Regions from separate parts of the Hordeum vulgare genome. Here all the other regions are linked to region 1. A link is a contact called in public Hi-C and HiChIP or PLAC-seq data. All regions are on one chromosome and are shown on one strand. Each heading gives the region's core, a stretch centred on a gene start, on an enhancer-like site or on the middle of the called end of the contact. The rest is flanking DNA. Distances are from core to core; before and after follow the strand shown.

Region 1 (4,882 bases), core at 1,435-3,934:
TTCTCAAGCTGAAGTTTCTTCCGTCTTGATTCATATTCTGCTGGAAAATATTCTTCCAGAAAGTGCTCAAGATCTAAACAAACATTAGGAAAATCTCCAGGGTGAAGACCTCCACAGACTTGACATTTCAATGCTTCATCACCCACGGAAGGTAGACAAGATATGCAATACACTTTTCACAAAACCAAAGATAAATCAGTTTCTAAATAAGAAGAAAAGGGAACTACAAATATTGAGCAACCCCTCTTATTCTAAATTTAGAGCTTACCATGACCACAGTTAAGAACAGCAGGTTGATACAGCAGCTCCTTGCAGATGGGACAAGACACATCGTCTAACTTTATTTTCATTGAATCCTCGTTAATAGTATTGTCATCAACTGAGACTTCTCCTAGAGATCCAGTTTTGCTATCTTCAAATTTGTTGTCCCAATCTTTTCCATTTTCTTGAAAAAGTGCAAAGGTTTATGCATACAGAACTATACTGGGGAAGATATCATTGCAATTTGCAATTACATAAAAAGAATTCTTACCACCATTATTGTTCTTGGAGTTTAAGAACTCGATGATTTGTGGAGAAAAAGTATCCACGCTCCTCTCTTGCTCTGAAATGTGACCCAATTAGAACATATTAATATTACATAATTCATAACAAGCAAATTACAAGGAATACTAATTAACAAAAAAAGGGAAACAAGCGTTTGGCAGAAAGTAATTTAATTTACAATTGAAACCTGATGGTAGAAGAAATCATAGTCAAAAAAGGCGTGCCTAAGCGAGCGCTTAAGTGAGCCTAGGCTCTAGGCGATAGCAAAACACCTAGCACATAACTGCGCTTAATCTGTGCGTAAGTGCGCATAAGCATGCGCTTTGGTCAGAAAAGCGCAAGGCGGTGGCAAAACGCACAATCAACGTCTAGCGCCTTTTTGAACTAGAAATAGGTTCAAACTTAAAAATCAATAGACAACTAAATGGCAGGAAATGTATATTTCAAGGGCTGCTCTGATACCTGCCAAGAACTATATAGCTCATGCTGCATATCATACGATCATTAATACCTCTACACAATCAATACCCATGAGACTTAAACCCTACAGTGATGTTTCTCGCCTCTCCTTCAATATGTCCCGGTGATTTTGCTCAAATCCAAGAAATCTCCATCTCTCGAAACCAGCAACCTCTTTTGCATGAACGCTCACGTTGCCGATTAGGCACAAGTGCAGGCATAGTGAGGGAGAATCCAAAACTAAGCCAACAGCTCAAACATATTCACCTAATACCTCCACCAAGTTCCCATCCTATCTTGACCGGTCAATTTGGGTATGATGGATTTGCAAACAACTTGTGGAGTGTATTCTAGTTTGGTAGAACTGGTGGTATTCTTGCATTCTGGATGTCATTTCCCACACAAATTTGGAAGAAAATAACTTCACATTGAAACAATTCCCAGCATGATTTTTTAAATCATAACTAGTTCTCTAAGAACATCAAATCTACACGATAGACCATACTTCGTACCAAAAACACAATAAGGAAGAAACATATTTCAGGTATGACAAATGGGTTCCATGCTTTGGGCAATGAGCACTCACCTAGTACTTCCTTTTCCCTTTTTTTGTATTCCACAGGTTCAAGCTTTAAAAGCAAGTGATGGAGGAGTTGACAGATACTTGGAAAATGAGTATACGGTTGCCTGCATATTGCACAATGGGATTCCCTGGCGAAATGCATAGCTTTATGGACGCACCAGAAACATGACATATGACCACATGCTGCACCAATGAACGCCAAATGAGATTCAAAAATATACTACAATGGTTTTGGATCATCATAAACAGCAAAACCTTACCAATAACAACTGGTTTATAGAGAAGCTCCCTGCAACACATATTGAACAAACATATGAGATCGTTAGTATATTTGCGCAGAATCTAAGTCAATCCAATGCTCGTCAAGGAGGGGAAAAAAGGTAAGTAACCTGGTAATGTTTTTTCAGGCGTGTAATTAAAACTTTAAAAGTAAAGTGGCATGACATCATGTTGTTTCACCATCACCATCAGGCATCTACCATAATAAGAGTTATAAATCAATTTATTCATGTTTTTCAATGTCCCACGAGGTGTCGAATTAAATCAGTTAAGTCTCACATAGTCCCGTGGCCACACAAATGTGAGTACTAGATTAGAGATAGTGACGAGTTACTGGCACCGAATATCGAGGAGCACGAGTACTGTACGGCCCAATTCGCATCGGATCAAAACGAGGGCCAAATAATAATCTACAGTAGTACGCAGCAAGCGTATCCACGACCCGCGCGGGAGATTATTTGGCCATGGCCACACCAACGGAGAGGAGGAGAAAGGTGGCGTGTAAACTCACAGGCATACGCAGCACTGGAAGCGCGGGTCCTCCAGATCGTCGAAGCCAGCTCCTCCGGCGGCGGCCTCCTCCTTCTTCTCCGTGGGGTGGCTGGAGCTGCTCTCGCCGGAGGCCATCCTCCTCGACGGCAGCGGAACGAGGATGGGGATTCGGCAGGTGGCCGGGATGAGCAGCCTGATGGAGATGCGAATGCGATGACTCTGCGAGTGCCGAGTTCCGAGTGCGCGAGAAAAAGGGCCGGGGATGAAGGGGCCGAGAGCCGCACCCCGCGGTTTGGGCCTTGGGGAAGAAGTGACCAAAGAGGCCATTCACGTCCGTGTCCGGTTCGTTCGGGTGACATTTTCTCGTGCCTCCACTCCACCACAAAACTACTTAGAGCAACTTTAACCGACCGATCCAAACGGACGACGACTTTGTCCGTTTTTTGTTCGTTTGGGTCGGCCGAGCGGACATCAATGTCCGCTTCAGCATTTGGATCGGCGGATGTGTTTAACATTGGTCGGACCCATTTTTACCAGCGTGTGAAAAAAATTGCTAAAATAATAAACAAAGTCATAATTCTTTACCTAATAATAAAGAGGCTACCTTTTCTGTCGGAAAACCCGTCGTGGCTTTTTACAAAAACACCCCTGCAATTTTATGTATTCAACCCGCGGTCCCTATCGCCTCGCCTCGCCTTGCCCGCCTTTGCATCACCCAGATCCGCCTCCCCTCTGCATCGCCGCGCTTCGACGCCATTCAACCACTGCGTGCTGCTGCGGTGCCCGTCCGTGTCCTTCGAGGACGGGGCGTGCTGCTGGACGGCGTCAACGAGCGCCTGCTCACACAGGATCGCCACTATGTCAACCTCAGCCGGGGCAGCATCCCCGCCGCGCCCGCCGGGCAGGGCACGGACGAGGTGTCCTACCAGCGGCTCTGCATCCCCCTGGACGATGGTGGGGTGATCACGCTTGATTGGCCCGCTAACCTGTATCTGGACAAGGAGCATGGCCTTGATTCCACGGTGCTCATCGTGCCCGGCACCCCCGAGGGGAGCATGGACAGGGGCATCGAGATGTCCGTGCTTGACACTCTCAAGAATGGCTACTTCCCCATTGTCATGAATCCCAGAGGGTGCGGCGGATCACCGCTTACTACGCCAAGGTGAAGTTATTCACTATAGCTCTTTCACAGCCTGCGATTCCGCACATTTATGTAAACTACTGTAGCAGTTAATCATCAGAAATAGTTGTGCATGCCAAATTTTCAGGCTATTATTTCGCGGTGGTAGAAACAGTGATTAATAGTGAACTATATCTGAAAATGGCTATATTATCTTTTTTTGGATCATATATTTTTGAGTGACCACTTAAAAAAAGTGCATAGTTTAAGTACTAAATTGACTAAGATATTCCAACAGGAAGTAGTACATGTTTGATTTAGAATTTTGTTCCTTCCTTCTGAGACAAGCGCTAAATTGCCAAAAAAATCAGTTTATGAAAGCAAAATTAGATCAGTAAGTGCAGCTTCAAAGCTATAGGAAGTACTCTGTATTTCATAATTGCAACGTGATATTGTCAAGTAAAGTTTAACCAGTGAAGTGAAACATAGTTTTACCGTACTAGCTGCTTACATGTTATTTTATCGAGCCATTAGCAACCATTTGTGATCTAAGAATTCTTGTAATCCGGGAACACCAGGGACCTCTATAGTGATTGCTATGTTGTCGACTTAATTGTTAATTCACCCCCTCTATATAGAGGAACATCACTGCAATACTGTACTTTGTTGATGGTTATTCACAAGTCTTGATGCGTTGCAGTGATGGATATATTGCCTAAAATCTTAGGTCTTCGAAACAAACTTCTTCTGTAGGTTATTTACAATGGCTGGCAGTGATGATATATGTACAACGATCCGCTTTATAAACAGCAAAAGGCCATGGACAACAATAATGGGTGTTGGGTGGGGGTATGGTGGAGAAGGGTTAGAGAGGCTCGCGGAAGGCCAACGACTCCTGCCCCGCCCCGCCAAACCTCCTGCCACGGAAGGCCAACAAGGTTGGGGCGTCGGAACCAGAGTTCAGGGTGGCGCCATGGTTGCTCGGTGGGCATCGGAACGAGAGTTTGGGGGTGGCGTCATGGTTGCTTGGTGAGCTCCTGCAAGGGAACATGGCGGGGTGAGATTTAAAGTGAGATGGGGTGAGATTTAAAGTGAGATGGGAGACAAGCGGGAAAGGGAGCGGCGGCAGAGACTCTGCTGCTCACCTGCGAGTGGGAGGTGGTTGGGGACACGACCTTAGGTGAGCTGCTTCTGCTTTCGACTGCGATCACTGGTCCGCCAAGTCCGACGGACGAAGGATTAGGTGAGGGCGGGTTATGGACACTTCGAGGCGGCCGATGGAGGTGTTGGCCTTGTTGGAAGGCCGGAGGAGGCGACCGGTGGCGGCTCGTCATGGTTGCAGTGCACAGGAGCGGAGGCAGGTGTTCGGTGACCAGTCGTGTGGATGTAGATGAGATCCAGTT
Region 2 (4,882 bases), core at 676-3,175, 970 kb after region 1:
CGGAGGTGCCGTGATTTGGCACACAGATCGGAACCGATCGCAATCTAAGTCGCTGCAAGTACGACTCCATCGACCGCGTTCTAGTAACGCTTCCGCTTAGCGATCTTCAAAGGTATGAAGATGCTCTACCCCATCACTCGTTGCTAGTTTCTCCATAGATAGATCCTTGTTTGGCGTAGGATTTTTTTGAAATTACTACGTTCCCCCAACAAACGTTTGTGTATGCTTGATCGACCCAAACGGACAAAAAACGAACAAAATCGCCGTCCGTTTGGGTCATCCCGTTGGAGTTGCCCTTAGACGGTAGCATCTAATGGGGTACCGCCAATGTCTTAGGCGGTAGCATCTAATGGGCTACCGCTAACGTCTTAGGCGGTAGCATCTAATGGGCTACCGCTAACGTCTTAGGCGGTAGCATCTAATGGGCTACCGCTAGTCTTTAATGGTAGGGTATTTTTCATGCCAAACGGACATGATGGTCTAGTTAAGTGTTTCCGTCATGGACCTTGATGGTACAAAGTTAAATCCACCCTCCCCCCCACACAAAAAATATATTAAAGCGAGGTCATATTCTATTTAACTTTTTGAAAAAGGTCAAAACACAAAAATCGACCACAAGGAGGCGGAGCGCTCAAGCTTTCATGGGCTGGTCCAGTTGGAGCTAGCCCATTCACACCATCAAACCCGAGCAACACACTTTTTAGCATATTTTTCATCGAAATCACTAGTTAGAGAATACACCTTCCAACGATTACTTCCACCTTCAGAGGTTGTGACAAGTGGCGCACTACATGCGTGCCACTTGTCGCAACCTGTAGTTTTCCCTTTATTCGTAGATCCATATTTTCAAAACGTTTTATCTCCTAAACCACGCGTTCAAATATCGAACCGTTTTCACCGTTGGCTTTCTCGCGTCGAGATCTTCAAATCCAGGTCCCATGTTGATAGATTTTGACAAACATTTTTTCACGAAAAAAACCGGAAGAAAAAAGACGGATGAAAAAACCGTGCCTCACGCGATAGAAAAAACCCAGAAAACGTGTTTTTTCCCCTTTTCGAGAGGCACGGGTCGTGCCTCTCGAGAAGGCAAAACCATGCCTCTCGCGAAAGCAAAACCGTGCCTCTTGTGAGAAAAAAAGAGAGCAGAAAACGCGTTTTCCCCTTTTCGGGAGCCTCTCGCAAAGGCAAAACCGTGCCTTTCGCGGAAGCAAAACCGTGCCTCTTAAAAAAAAACATAAAACACGTTTTTTCTATTTTGGGAGAGGCACAGGCGTGCCTCTCGCGAAGGCAAAATCGTGCCTTTCGCGAAAGCAAAACCGTGCCTCTCGAAAAAAAACATAAAAACACGTTTTTTTTCCATTTCGGGAGAGGCACGGGCGTGCCTCCCGCGAAGGCAAAACCGTGCCTCTCACAAAAAATGAAAACACGTTTTTTTCCTTTCCAAGAGGCACGACCGTGCCTCTCACGAAGGCAAAACGGTGCCTCTTGCTGAAGCAAAACCGTGCCTTTCGCAAAAAAACAAGTTTTTTCTCATAAAAACCACGTTTTTTCTGAATATTTTTTGATTTTTTTATCCAAAAGTTACGAAAGACCGGTGAAAAACCATAACACCAAAAAATATCGGAAAAACCACTAAAAAAACGAAAACGCGTGCGAAAAAATAAAAAAAACAAAATACGAAAGGAACGCTTCGAATGCGCCAAGTGGCGTCGCGCGGGAGCGATCGCTGTAAGGCTCGTGAGGGAGCGCTTGCTAACTAGTTGCTCCCATTTTTCATTAAAAAACACACGTTAAATTTGTCATCAGTGAATGGCAGGTGTGCCCCACGTTATGTCGACCCACATGTCAGTCAAACGACGGGATCCTAAATCAGCGGTCCCTTGGACGTGAACTAGTCCATTTGCTCGGCGCAGCCGCACCCTTTCGCAAGAAAGAAAAAGGAGGGGAAGGGAGAGCAGAATAACATCAGACCCGCAAAGAGGAAGAGCGAAAACAGCATCCCTTGCCTTCCTCCACGCCCGTAGGGTTTCCGGATCGGAGGAGCCCAAGCCGCCGCAGCCATGGTTCACGGATCGCTCGGGAAGTTGGCGACGCGCGCCCTCTCCGTCGCCGGCAAATGGCAGCACCAGCAGCTCCGCCGCCTCAACATCCACGAGTACCAGGTGCCCGCGACCAGATCCCGCCGTTCTTCCCCCACCCCCATCCCATTTTGCTCGATTCGTATCTGTGTGGGTTTGTTTATTCTCGATTTGGAGGCCCGTCTGACCTGTTAGGGTTTCTGCCGGCCTGGCTTATTTGGGTGTCGCAGGGCGCGGAGTTGATGGGGAAGTTCGGGATCAACGTGCCCAGGGGCGCGGTGGTGGGGTCAGTGCAGGAGGTCAAGGAAGTTTTGAAGAACGTCTTCCCCAGTGAGAAGGAGGTGATTCTACCTAGGTTTCTAATGTTTTGTTTTTCGTGTCGTTGTTATCTTTCACTCGTGCAAATGCGAGGCTCGTGCTGCGCAGATAGTATAGAAAGTCGTTGTTGTCTTTCACTCGTGCAAATGCGAGGCTCGTGCTGTGCAGATGGTATTGAAATGTGTTAGTGAATCTAGTTTACTGCGAATTACTGCTGTTAGTTTGTTAGAAATGTATGTTTGGTTGGTAATGTTGCTGTGACGTGCGATACAGTTTGGAAAGGAGGTTATTGGTTGCTATAATCTATAACGTGTGCGTATTCTGATAGCCTCATTCTGGCAATTCGTATGCCTGTATTCTATATTATCAAGTGTGTTAAAAGTAACATTACTTACATGTGTAAATTACTCCACCGCCCTGCAATTGAAGTGAGTCATGTCACGCCATAGTTGCTCTTGGAATTCTAATGCTGTGTTGGCATAGGCTTTTTTGCTAACATTATAACCTCTAAGAAATAAGTCTATTTTTCTCCAAAAGCTGTTTTAATTAACTGAGATGACGTCCCAGTTTCTTCTCAGTATTGAGCTGGGCTGTTCATTCCCAATACGAAGTATGTAGATTTTCATCGCTCATGTATTTCTGGTGCTGTATGTATCATAGCTTGCACCATGTTATTCTCATAGTTCAATTGTGTTTAAAAGATGGCACCATTGCAGATAGTTGTGAAAAGCCAAATCCTCGCCGGTGGCCGTGGATTGGGAACTTTCAAAAGTGGACTGAAGGGTGGCGTTCATATTGTTAAGGCTGAGGAGGCTGAAGGCCTTGCAGGTAAATCTTTGTGAGCGGTAGTTTACATTATGGTATGTGCACATTCATACTGTAGTAACACAGTTTGAAGATATTGTGTGTCCAAGTATTTGTTGAGATGTATCGTAGAGAATTTGACTTACCAAATCCACATTTATGCATAATCCTTGTCATTCTTGGCTGCATTATACTAGAAATGTGCGCCTCCTTGCCAATTTTATGGTATACAACTGTCCATACACATGAAAGCCAAGCATATAATATAACTGAGATCCGTTTGTTTCATTGGTTTTGTCTAAATTGTTGGCATCACATTTATCAGTTGTCACACTGAAAACTGCAACTTTAGCTCATGTGCTTCTATGAAGCGTGACATGACAATTACATTCAGACTTAACTAAACTGATTTATTTTAGGTGATCTTTTCTTGGAATCTACTACCTCCGTACCAAAATATAAGACGTTTGGCTTACCAAAATGTGTTATATGTTGGTACGGAGGCAATATGTTGTATCCACGTCTTTGTTCCCGGCTATAAGTGTTTACTATTTAATGTTTTGGTTCTGAGTGAATGTGCCTTCCCATTTGAACTTGCATCCATTGGATTTCTAGTGACATGTATTGTTGTTGTTAGTCATTTTCTTCAGAGTGAATCAACTAAATTGTACTCCCTCCGTAAACTAATATAAGAGCGTTTAGATCACTAAAGTAGTGATCTAAACGCTCTTATATTGGGTTACAGAGGGTTACTTCTGAGTTGGTTGTGTGTGTTTTCACTGTAGAGTGTTTGTACTGATTTATCTGCAGCTAAAATGCTTAACCAGGTCCTGGTAACAAAACAAACTGGTCCACAGGGGAAGGTTGTGGGCAAGGTTAGGTTTTTTACTAATCTCATCCCATCTCTATTTCCTTATTGCTGTGATTGCCTTGCTGTTCTTGTTTGCTGTTGGTATACTTCTGCTGTTCAGTTTCAGTTGCGTTATGTAGAATTGCTAGAAACTAACGTTTTAGGTATTTCGTGACTCTTCAGTAAGCAAGTTCTGGCTCCCACGGGCTTGATACTCACCTGACTTGTTTTATATCAATGTTTAGATCTATGATGTATGCACCAATTCCGGTCTACTTACGTTCATATGAAGTAAGACACAATAATAATATACAGTTAAATGGACCATATCACCATACCCAGTATTTTGTTCTTGCCGTGCAATCACAATAGTTCTTCCCCTTGTTAATCTACAACATTCTTCTGAGTTATTTTTTAATACAATAGTGCATTAGCATTTCAACTTCTCAGGTAAATGATATTCAAATAATGCTGCTGTTATTTAGTTCTGCTGGATTCAGTGAAACATTTTTAACTACTGATATTTTTTCTGTTCTGTTTGACAGGTCTACTTATGTGAGAAAATGTCACTTGTTAATGAGATGTACTTTGCGATCACTCTTGATAGGAAGACTGCTGGTCCAGTATGTCACTGATCACTGGCCCGCTTGTTCATTTTGTCATTTTCATTACCCAGCATCTGTTCCATTTTGTGAATAAATTAGTGCGGTCTATATTGTTCTTATAAGATTTAATGGTATTACAAACCATTCTTATGTATAAGTGCCAAAAGGCATAGCTGTTAGTTATGTTGATTGTTTTTATTCCAGACTTGTTTATGATGTTGATCCAT
Region 3 (4,882 bases), core at 790-3,289, 560 kb after region 1:
AACCCAAGGTCTCCTCTGAGACGGCCAGGTCATCGCAGTCAAAACCCAAGATCTTGAGTAACACGGGCTCAACAGCCGTAGCTTTCGTCTTCCTAGGACCACGTACACCCAACGAGCGTGTAGTACGTCTGGGCCGGTCTTGCCCGGCTTTCACCCCACGCAAGCCTTCGAATTCCTTCAGCAATGGCGGAGCAAGTTTAAGGAGCCCAGCACAGAAGGTTTTAATGTTTTGCCAGCGTCAGTTTTGTAAGCCAAATTAACACAGTAGCAGAAAAGTCCAAAGGTTGACCGTGCATAATTTAACTGTCTATCTGTTGTGACACCTCCCATGCATGCAAGAAGAATTGACCGAAAATTGAACGAGAAATCGAGAACAATGACTTATCGGACAGAAAAGAAAATGAGAACAAAGACCAATACCATGTTTCACTCTTTTCGGTTTCCTTGAGAAATGCATAATTGTGTGCCCAGGTGACCAGGTCGACACCCTTTCATCCTCTTTTTCTTTTTCTGATAAGAACAGGCAATCACCTCATGGTGAACAAAATGGCAAAATTTCAGACAAACATGGCGGTACATCGCCTTAGCAAATGGAACAGATTCTTCACCAGATAAAGGGACAACCGAGACACTTGGGTTTAAGACACAGTACAATGTGGGAGGCGTCCGTGCAAAATCAGAGTTGGACATGGATCAAATCGCCTGGTAATTTGAAATTAACCACATCACTAGAACAATCGTCGAACGTAATGCTCCCTGGAGGAAGTTGCTTCCACACGCGATGCCAACAAAAGCCGACACTCTCCGCCGTTGCTCAATTTAATCTCGGAGGAATAGCTAAAATTATACTAGGACAGTAGGAGTAGAACATATGCAGGCGAGGGATTTCATGCAGTCAATTATCAAGCATCTCTATGCGCTTTTGTTCGGCAATACTCGGTAGCCGGAGATCATATCGAACACCTTCCGATACAGAGCTCACATAGCAGAGACGAACACACATGTTAACAAGTACTCACGATTAGTAGAGACGAACACACATAGTAGTAGTACTACTACTACCCCATGAAATTCTAGTACCGCTAGTTTCTCACCAAATCTACATGAAATTTTTAAAACGAAACAACTAGAACCTGAAAATAGAAAAAGGAAAAGGATCTGGGCAAAGTAACCACCACCACTTGCTATGTCCAAAAGCATGGGTTCACCGCCGCCGGGTCGGGCGCCTCGGGAGCCGTGCACGCGGTACGCACCTGGACGCGAACCGCCGCCGGGCGCGTGCCTCCATCACTCCTTAATCCGGAGCCAGCGGCCGAGCTGCGTCGGGTTGACAACCCCGGGGATGCGGGTCCCGCCCGCCATGAGCAGCATCGACGCCTCGGCGTACCTCCTCGCGGGGTCGGGTCCGGGTGCGGGGCGCGGCGTGGCGGTCTCCTTCCGGCCCGGCGCGGGGGGGCGCTCCCCGAGGAGCGTGCCGAACTTGAGGAACTCGTGCGCCAGGTACCCGGCGAGCAGCTTGCTGCTCCCTTCCTGGGGAGGCGGCGTCGGCATGGGAGGCTTGTTGGCGAACCGCGACAGTTGGTGCGGCTTGTTGCGCAGCAGCTCCGGTTTGCCGGGCGGCGGCGGGAACAGCGGCTGCCGCTGCTCCGACGAAGACGAGTACTCCCGCTCCTTCCGTTTCCCCAGCGCGCCGCCGCGTGGCGCGTCCATCCTCGCGCAGATCGACATCCCGACGCGCCCCTCCGCCACGACTGTAGCGGCCGGACGGGATCGCCGATAGCGGCAGGGGGACGAGGAAAATATGAGGAGGAAAAAGGAAACTGGTTTAAAAGGCTAGAGTACAGAGGAAGAGGAGTTGTGCGGGTGCTGCGGGACCCACTGGAGAGCAAATCCGTACGATCGGGGTGTGGGGTGGGGGGAGCAAAAATGCCGGGGCGAAGAGAGAGAGAGGGAGAAGACACCGAACGAAACGGAGATTTTGGTGGAAAAAGAGGGGGAGGAGGGAGAGGGGGCTCTCTGCAGAATGGGGCTGGGCGGAGGGGAAGATGGGGTGGCCGGGTGCGGTGGTCTATTTATATTGAGCTGTTTGGTAGTTGCCATCGGGTACGCTGTAAATAACAAAAATGCCATCATGTAAGATTTCGCCCACTGGCTGGGGGAAATTAATGGATTTTTTTATAACAGGGGAAATTAATGGTTCTGAACAGACTGAGGGTATGGTTGTCATTTTATATGGTTAGCATTGCGTGGGCATGCAATTTGGGTTAACATTATCGTCCAATTGCGCTTATCGGCAGTAATTAGCCCATTCAATTGCATTAAAGAACGTTCTCTCATTGCCTCCCAGGCACGACACAACCACGACCGTCGGATGACTTGCACGAATCGCCGTGATGGGTTAATGTGGGAATCGCTTTTCACCACTTTGTGATTCAATAAGTAACATTGACCCGCCATGACACGCCTTTCTTATCCATTCTTCTTGCAAACGTAGGGAACATAATGAGAGAGAACATAGGGAGGCAGTAGGTGTGCTGCGGGGGGAGCTTGGAATTGTGCGGCCTACAACGAGGTGTACACACCAAACATGCTCGCCGGGAGCATGAGCGTTTGTCGTCCCTATGGCCTATTAGGGTTTTTGAGAAGTTTGGTGGGGATAATCCTTATAGAATTGGATGAAATCTCAACCTTCACCCAATTACTTCAAATCTCTATTTATCTTCAATTCATTAGGTAGTGATAGTGTATTGGGTGTTGAGAAAAATACACTAAAATTTAGGGTTTATGAAGAAATGTGGAGATGAAACATATCAAATACACTAGAACCAAATGATGTTATGAGATATGTGGGGATTTAGGGGTTTGATCGGAATAATCCCACTAATTCTCTAAAATACACTAGTATCAAACAAGGCCTATCTGATAAGATACTCGCGTGTATTAAAAGAGGCCTGAACTTGTGTGTACAACGTCATAAAATGATTCATCTATTTCCTCATTTCATTCTTGTATTATACACATCAATTAAGCAAGTAAAGCTTCACTAACAACCGTATTAAGGCTGGTTGTAATGGACAGTATCATATACTACTATCATACATATGATACTGGTGTATGATACTACACACGTAATGCATAATATCATATATTAATATCATTAGGATATATCATTTATTACCATGCATGATACATCGTAGCACAACATTTAATATGACTAGTTGAATGCCCGTGCGTTGCAACGGGTTAACAAAAGATATTCAAACACATTGGTCAAATGATGGTGCTGATTTGGAATTTTATGTGAAATATGATGGCATGTGGTTTCAATTCATGTAGTAACACTGACTATTTCTTTCGTTTTTTCCCTCTTCAACAACCAATGTGAATATATTTTTGAACTTCAAAAATTATGGAAGAAAAAGCTAAATTCTTAGAGGCCGCGCGTCAACAATATGTGTATCCACGTGTTGTGTATCCTTAAGCACCCTCTTCGTGGAAGAAGAAAAAACCCTCTTCATGGAAGAAGACATAGAAACAACTTTCTACTTGCGTCCCCCAAGAAAAAACCATGTACATCCATTCTGTTCATCAGCCTTGTTCATTGGAAGAAGACAGAATGTCATCTTTCTCCCTAACTTGATACCAATGGACAGAGCGAAGTTGATGAAAACTTCAGGAGAAAAGCATATATAACATGGAATGAGAGCACGAGGAATCTGCATATGATGCGATTATTCAAGATTCATTTTCTGATATATTGAGTTAGATGCATCAAATCAAGTCTTCTTGACATCATTTAAATGCACATCACAAGTACCGACCTCTCAATGCCACAAGTATGGCAAGAAGCATGGCATGCTACCCTGGAAAAAAATCACCTGCAAAATGCAGCACGCTGGCTTCCGATCCTTTATCAAAATACCACAATGTACTCGAGAATAGTGCACATCATTGCAGAGTAACCCGTAAAAAAGGAAACTTCAGACCCAAGAATGCAACATCTTTCTTCTCTCGACCAGCTGCACGCACATAAAAAAACAATTATAATGGAAGGCTAAGGTGGGAATCTATCTGGTTGTGTCTCGAGGAGGAAGGCGAGTGGTCCGACGCCTCGCTACGGAGGAGGACGGAGCCAGAGAGATCCATCAGTTTGTGTCGCATGAAGGAAGGAGGCGCAACGCCTTGTGTCGCCACGACGGGAGGCATGGTGAGGTGGTTGGGAATGGAAGGGAGGTTGGGTTATGGGGAGGGCTGTCGACGGGACGATGGCGCTCGTGTAGCGCGGGGCAACGCGAGGAGAGTGGGGTGTGGGGTGGCGGTTTTCGCACGAGGTAGACTCGAATATGGGTGAGGGGATCAATGAGGTTAGAGCGTGGGAGATGCGTTCAGGGGTGAGACTCCTATTGTGTTTTCCTTTTTTTATAATTCTTTTTTTCTGCAAGCGATTAAGGGGGTGAGAGGATGGTCGAACCATCACAACTATGACATATTTTTCTTTAATAGTAGAGATATGGATTTTGAGTTTGCTAACCAACCACATCATTTCCCTCTTCACTCTAACTCCCAATCTCTAACCAATGACTTTTAATCTCCCTGCACCTAAACTCCCATCCCCACCTTCAAACCAAATGGGCCCTTATCCATCTTATGCCATGCATGCCGGAAATAGAAGACTGACAATATGGAATGGAGGGGATAGTAACAGAATACAAACCATGAAATTTAACAAAAACATTAAGTCTTCACTCTAACTCCCAATCTCTAACCAATGACTTTTAATCTCCTCGCCCCTAAACTCCCATCCCCCACCTTCAAACCAAATGGGCCCTTATCCATCCTATGCCATGCATGTCGGAAATAGAAGACTGGCAATATGGAATGG

The links. A called contact is a pair of places that touch in the nucleus more often than the background predicts. HiChIP or PLAC-seq counts read pairs in DNA pulled down with a chosen protein or histone mark.
Region 2: a Hi-C map of seedling shows a contact between it and region 1, with 5 times the contacts expected there. The contact joins the promoter of LOC123401334 here to the promoter of LOC123401481 in region 1. A contact is called at or near these places in 1 of 6 Hi-C or Micro-C datasets (seedling) and 1 of 1 datasets of contacts at active chromatin or transcription factors (embryo).
Region 3: a contact with region 1 is called in an H3K4me3 HiChIP or PLAC-seq map of embryo, with 7 times the contacts expected there. The contact joins the promoter of LOC123401823 here to the promoter of LOC123401481 in region 1. A contact is called at or near these places in 1 of 6 Hi-C or Micro-C datasets (seedling) and 1 of 1 datasets of contacts at active chromatin or transcription factors (embryo).

What each region holds. Positions count from the first base shown.
Region 1 is chr6H:372,458,711-372,463,592 of MorexV3_pseudomolecules_assembly, forward strand. It overlaps LOC123401481 (E3 ubiquitin-protein ligase PRT1), which reads right to left and starts at 2,685. Exons shown (of 8, transcript XM_045095304.1): 1 at 2,379-2,685; 2 at 1,849-1,877; 3 at 1,592-1,771; 4 at 533-604; 5 at 269-445; 6 at 1-172. The coding sequence starts at 2,494.
Region 2 is chr6H:373,428,319-373,433,200 of MorexV3_pseudomolecules_assembly, forward strand. It overlaps LOC123401334 (succinate--CoA ligase [ADP-forming] subunit beta, mitochondrial), which reads left to right and starts at 1,926. Exons shown (of 12, transcript XM_045095119.1): 1 at 1,926-2,162; 2 at 2,309-2,419; 3 at 3,113-3,224; 4 at 4,011-4,075; 5 at 4,596-4,673. The coding sequence starts at 2,061.
Region 3 is chr6H:373,021,856-373,026,737 of MorexV3_pseudomolecules_assembly, forward strand. LOC123401823 reads right to left here and starts at 2,040. Exons shown (of 1, transcript XM_045095677.1): 1 at 1,005-2,040. The coding sequence starts at 1,728. The coding sequence ends at 1,288.